Linked DNA regions of Mus musculus: region 2 is linked to region 1. The links are chromatin contacts, called in public HiChIP or PLAC-seq maps. All regions are on one chromosome and are shown on one strand. Each heading gives the region's core, a stretch centred on a gene start, on an enhancer-like site or on the middle of the called end of the contact. The rest is flanking DNA. Distances are from core to core; before and after follow the strand shown. Region 1 holds the start of Bfar (bifunctional apoptosis regulator). Region 2 has its middle 18 kb from the start of Pla2g10os.

Region 1 (3,125 bases), core at 592-3,091:
TTCATTACACTAAATACTATGCATATCTATCTCCCTTCTTGCTTAAGACAGAGGCAGGTTGATCTACAGATTGAGTTCCAGGACAACCAGGGGTACACAGAGAAACCCTGTCTACAAACAAACAGGGGAAGTATGGTGGGACACACCTGCAATCCAACCATCTGGAGAGTTCATTTGAATTCAGGACTAAACCTGTTCTACAAAGGTTGTGTCTTATTTATTTATTTATTTATTTATTTATTTATAATATATGTGTGCTCTCCTGCATATGTATCTGCTGCCTGAAGATGGCATCAGATCCCATTACAGATGGTTGTGAGCCACCATGTGGTTGCTGGGAATTGAACTCAAGACCTCTGGAAGAGCTCCCAGTGTTCTTAGCCATCTCACCAGCCCAGGGCTGTGTCTTAATAAGGAAAAATAATCTTAAATGGTAAATTCTGTTATGTATCTGTTATCACAATGAAGAAAAAAAGGTTTCTACCTTTACTAGATCACTCTCTAGAAAGTAAATTCTGCTAGCACAAATCAGTTTTACTCTTTACCAACTTGAAAAGAACACTCTCATTTATTCCTTTAGAGGTGGCTGATCTCAAACTCATTCCATAGCTAAGTCTCCATAGTCTTAAACTTTTTTTTCTTTTTCAAGACAGAGCTTCTCTGTACAACAGTGCCCTGGCAGTCTTAAGAGGACTCACTTTGTAGGCCAGGCTGGCTTCGAACTCACAGAGATCCTGCCTCTGCTTCCTGAATTCTGGGGTTAAAGCGCTACCATGCCTGACAGCCTTCAACTTCGAATCCTCTTGCCTACTCCTTGCCTCGTTTGGGGATTACAGGTGTGCCACCGAGCCCAGTTCGTTTATATGCTACTGGGATCGAACTCAGCACAGCTTGGTATGTTAGTCAAGCAGTGTACCAACTGAGCTTCATTCCCAGCCCCATCTCCAACAACGTAGAGATGTTAAAATTTTGAAAGATCAAATCAATGATTGTCCAATTAAAGCAAGCTGTATTTGGGGGGTACACCTAGGCTAACTGACTGTCTCCTCCTAAATCGGGTTTTGAGAGAGCAGCCTCTGCTGGCTTATAGGAGATAAGAGTTTAAAGAGTTGTTTAAAGAGTTGGCTATTGCCGGGTCTGGTGGCGCATGCCTTTAATCCCAGCACTTGGGAGGCAGAGGCAAGTGGATTTCTGAGTTTGAGGCCAGCCTGGTCTACAAAGTGAGTTCCAGGACAGCCAGGGCTATACAGAGAAACCCTGTCTCGAAAACAAACAAACAAACAAACAAACAAACAAAACCCGAGTTGGCTATTAACACGTTTTTATAAAGATACAATGAAAGGGAAGGAACGAGGGCACGTACATGTGAATGGGGTTGCAAACAGTTTATTAAATCAGAACTGAGAAACAGGAACTTTTTCTTTCTTTGGTTAAGTTTCACTATGTAGCTTTGACTGTCTTGGAATTCACTCCGTAGACTAGACTGGCTTCGAACTCACAAAGATCATCCTGCCAAGCATGGTCTCACAACGTCATAGATTGAAAACATAGTACCATTGAGTTCTCAACAGATCTAGATCAAGGTGGGTAGCTGCGGAGTAAATGTGATAACGCCATTTTACCCCAAATTCCGACTCTATAAATAAAACTTTAAGGACTGCTTCTGTGGTTTTCTTCATAAATGTGAAGTTAAGATCTATTACGATGCATTCGGGCACTGTGGGAGACTTTGATGGCTGAATAAAGCTAGCTAAATACGGGAACGCAATCCAGCTGGAACCTCCAGACCTGGGGCGGTGACTTCTGTGCTTGGCTCGGACGAAAAGGAAGGGGCGGGTCGCGTTGGTGCGCATGCGCCCGCATGCCCCTAGAGCAGCCGCTCTAGGCAGCCGGAGGTCGCACGGGGTTGAGAGCATAAAGAGGTCTCTCCTCTATGGTTGCGGGAGCTGATCGTAGTCGGCCCCTAGGCCCAGGTTATTTCCGGAAGCGAAGCCTTGTCCTCTACTTCCGCGGGGTCCTGGCAGGTGGCGGTGACAGAGTGGGTACCAGGACTAGTGGCGAGGTGAGCTTCGGCACGGTGTGGGGTGGTAATGGTCCGGCAGGGCGCTTGGCTTGAGAGTGCGGCGCGGGAGACGGAACTGAACCCGCTCCCGGAGCTGCGCTGGCGGGGACTGAACCCGCTCCCGGAGCTGCGCTGGCGGGGTGGGTCCAGGCTCTGGGGCCTCCTCACCCCGGCCTGGACGCGTCCCAGCAGGGCTGCGGACCGTAGCCCCTTCCCTTACGAGGCGAAGACCCACGCCACTGCAGGTCTCTAGTCCTCCCCCGCGTCGGGGTCTGGGTCAGAGCCACTCGACCCTGGGGTGGTGACAGAGATGGGTCTTGTTTCCACTTACTTGCGGGCTATGGGCGCCCGCCACGTCGGCTAAATCCGAGGCACCTTCCTGTCCCAAGGCAGAGGGTTTCATAATGGGAAGTGAGGATAACGGAACATCAGACTCCAAAGTGACACCGAGGCTGACCTAGAACTTAGCTCTTCTCATTCCCATACACACGACTCAAAAATCGTGTGCTGATGAGAGCGTGTGTGTGTGTGTGTGTTTTAGAAGAGAGACGCTGTGTCTAACTGGGGACCTTTAACTGGGCAAGGGGCAAACCCCTAACTTTGGTTGAGAAGAGAAAGTGGGAGCCATTGGGTCCTCCCCACGGAAGCCCATTGGCCCGCCCTTGGAGTGGCCCCAACGTCACACCAGGAGAGGCCAATGCGAAGGAGTTTTCCTTTCACCTTTAGGTACGGACTGCACGTGCTGATGAAGTTTTATTTACTTTTGTCAGTGCTCTTTTATAAACAGCCTGGATGTGTCCCGACCAAAGTGCACGGTATATGCCAGGGAATATCGTCCATAAACCTGATGGGAAAGCTGTACTCTGTCCAGGCTGTTCACACACACACACACACACACACACCCTTTTCCCCCTTTCTCTCTGGCAGTATAAATGCTAACCACACTGTTAACAGCATTCAGTAAAATGTGACAGTTAGTAATGCTATTATTATCAGTCAGCAAACTTTTTACCTGGTCGAAGTTTGACATCTAATCCCACAATCCTTTAGCGATAATATTAGT
Region 2 (3,135 bases), core at 420-2,919, 40 kb after region 1:
GGTCTAATGGTAACTCGGTGGCCCACTGTCCAAAGTTCAATTTCCATAAAGGCCCAACAGCAAGCCAAAAGCTATCTTTCGAAGGGAGGATCATTGTATGCAGATGATATAGAGCCTTGCTACAAAAGCCCAAAGGTCTCTTCTGTGATTCACCTATAGAGGCCTGCAAAGGCTCCAAACAGCATACCTATCTGCCACTGCCACTTCAAGGACTACCAGGTCTAAGGGCTCATATGTTCCAAGTGGTAGAACAGCCTGCACAGCGGCTTAGACCTATTGAAGAGCCTTCTCCTGTTCCACACAAAGCTAGTAGCTTTCTGAGTCTCTTGGTATATGGGCAGGAGTAACACACCCAAGTGAAGAATGTGCTGTCTCCAGAATGCAAATAGACCCAGTAAATGTCGTTGCTTCTTTCTTGGTGGTGGGAGACACCAGGTGCAATAACATCCTTCACCTTAGAAGGAACATCTCTGCATGCCCCATGCAACTGGACTCCTAAGATTTTCACTGAGGTAGATGGTCCTTGAATTTTGGTTGGATTTATTTCCCATTCTCTGATATGCATATTGTTACCAATCAGTACAAAGTGGTTGCTCCCTCTTGCTTGCTTGATCTAATCAGCATAATGCTGCCAATATAGTGCACCGATGCAATATTTTATGGAAGAAACAGACAATCAAGATTCCTTCTAACTTAGACACAGGGCTGGAGAGTTAATATATACTTGGGGTAAAACAGTAAAGGTACAATGCTGGCATTGCCAACTAAAAGCAAATTACTTCTGATAGGCCTTATGGGCAGATACCCAGAAAAGGGCATTTGCTATATCAATAGTTGCATACCATATTGTATAGGGGATGTATTAATCTGTTCAAGTAAGACACTACATCTGCTACAGCAGTTGCAATCAGAGTCAGTACTTCATTGAATTTTCAGTGACCAACTGTCATGCTCCATGATCCACCTGTCCTGGACATTAGCCAAAAGGAAATGTGGTGGCAGCCATCACCCAGCATCTTTCAAGTCCTTGATGGTGGCACTAGTTTTCTAATTATTTCAGACATTTGACACTGTCTTTGATTCACTATTTTCCCTAGCAGAGGCAACTCCAGTAGCTTCCATTTAGTCTTTCCAACCTTAATAGCCCTCATTCCAAAAGTTAAGGAACTAATGTACAACATCTGCCAAGGTCTAAGTCTATCTACCCCAATTCTACATTCGGGGGCTGGTGATGAGTCCAGGAATCCACGGGACCTTTGTGTGTGTCAGACTCCAGCCACTCCCTAACCTCTTATGTCCATAAGCTCCCGCTTTAATGGGAGGGCCACAATGTTTCTTGAGGTCTCCTAGAATCTCTGCTGGTTCAGAACCAGCATCCAGCAGTTGAACCATCTCATTGTTTCTTTTCCTCCATTGTTCAGTTTCCCCTGTAAAAGACCACAGATCCCTCTGAGGAAGGGCTGGAGAAAGACTAACAGCAAATGTTTCCATGTTTTATCCACGTCCTTCCTTAGGGGAACCTGACTGTCCTTTCACTCAAGGGGTTCTGGGTCTGCCAGCTGGCTCAAGTCTGGAAATTGATTCATGGGCCGAGATTCCCCTTTGCTGTGATCCAGTGTAGCCTTTTCATTTGTTTGAGAACTTTTTGGCTTCTACAGATGAAACAAAAATTCAGTGGCTTCTTATCTATTTCCTGCCTGGAAACACCATGAGTAATTAGTAGCACTAAATGTCCACATGAGTCACCCACCATTAAATTCACTTTGCCTGTGCTGACCATTATGGGTCAGGCCACTATGAACATTGCTTTGCCTATGCTGCCCATTATAACTACCCTAACAGTTTTAATGTACCTATAAGTCACCTTGCTTTTGGTGATTCAGTGCTGGCGCCCAGCCCCTGCTACTTATTGGGGTCCAATTAAATTCCATTCAATCCGTTAACTGGGCAGCAGCATCTTCAACCTTAAGGTCTGGCACAAGGAAAGGGGCAACAATAAAGCTCTTCAAATGTGCTGGTGCCCCTCTCACTATTTTGTGTCTTATAGGACTCATGAGGGCATGTCTTCTGAGCCTTCTCATCATGGAGGGTTAGGTTTTACAGAGTACCCGCTGTAGCATTGCAATTTCCCCAAACCTTACAATCCCTTCATCAACACGAAGCCAAGGGATATCAGGCATACTCCAGAAGTAAGCCATCTTTTGACAAATACTTCACCCAACCATTTAAACAAACTTTTGACACTTTTTTTTAACTGTGTAAGTTTACATATTCAACCTAGAATCTCCACTTAGAGGGCCCATGTCAATAATCTCAGCCTTTTCTAGTTTTATGACCTTCTACCATTATCCCATACCCTTAAAATCCATTCCCACACATATTCCCCAGACTTCTGCTTGAATCAACAAACACATTAGGCTTTTTAATAATATAGCACACCTCCTCAAGGACAATACTTTTCTACCTCCCCTCTAGGAACCTGCTTTGCCTTGAATTTAGTTACAGATCTAGAGCAAATATTGGTGGGCCCTGAAGGACATTAGTATTGTCTTGAGTGGCATCTCCTTCAGAGAAAGTCACATCTGGCTTAGCAAATGATGAAGGATTTATTTCCTGGATCAAAGGCAGAAAAGACAATATGTCAGGGGTAGACAAGCTCATTTTCTGCTGAGGGTGGAAAGACTTTTTTTGTTCTTGTTTTTGGTTTTTTTTTTGTTTTGTTTTGTTTGTTTTGGTTTTGTTTTGTTTTGTTTTGTTTTGTTTTGTTGTTTTTTCGAGACAGGGTTTCTCTGTATAGCCCTGACTGTCCTGGAACTCACTCTGTAGACCAGGCTGGCCTCGAACTCAGAAATCCGCCTGCCTCTGCCTCCCGAGTGCTGGGATTAAAGGCGTGTGCCACCACGCCCAGCTTTTGTTTTTGTTTTGTTTTTTGAGACAAATTTCTCTGTGTAGACCAGGCACCAGGCTAACCTCAAAATTAAAATGTCTTCCTGCCTCTGCCTCCTGAGTGCTAGGGTTAAAGGCGTGCACCACCACATCCCTTGGCACCACCACACCTGAGAAAATAGAGACTATTTTTTCAGGTGAGATAAACCCTTGTGAATCTGAAGGTTCAAAGTTCTCAGCTTCAGTAGG

The links. HiChIP or PLAC-seq counts read pairs in DNA pulled down with a chosen protein or histone mark.
Region 2: a contact with region 1 is called in an HNF4G HiChIP or PLAC-seq map of pancreatic cancer cells. The contact joins the enhancer-like site here to the promoter of Bfar in region 1. A contact is called at or near these places in 2 of 39 promoter capture datasets (the 3T3-L1 cell line and liver), 1 of 15 datasets of contacts at CTCF or cohesin (CD8 T cells), 4 of 484 Hi-C or Micro-C datasets (embryonic stem cells, gonadal supporting cells and nephron progenitors), 9 of 115 datasets of contacts at active chromatin or transcription factors (the SCID.adh cell line, bone marrow-derived macrophages, embryonic fibroblasts and 4 more) and 3 of 9 other capture datasets (adipose tissue, liver and pancreatic islet).

Annotation. Positions count from the first base shown.
Region 1 is chr16:13,670,017-13,673,141 of GRCm38.p6, forward strand. Bfar (bifunctional apoptosis regulator) reads left to right here and starts at 1,842. Exons shown (of 8, transcript NM_025976.5): 1 at 1,842-2,062.
Region 2 is chr16:13,710,437-13,713,571 of GRCm38.p6, forward strand. No RefSeq gene overlaps it. Among named protein-coding and RNA genes, the nearest start is that of Pla2g10os, 18 kb to the right of the region's middle. Within about 2 kb of position 1,670, at least 5 of the 459 cell types and tissues checked have an H3K27ac peak or open chromatin away from gene starts, as enhancers often do. A contact at or near this core is called in pancreatic cancer cells, where this site is marked.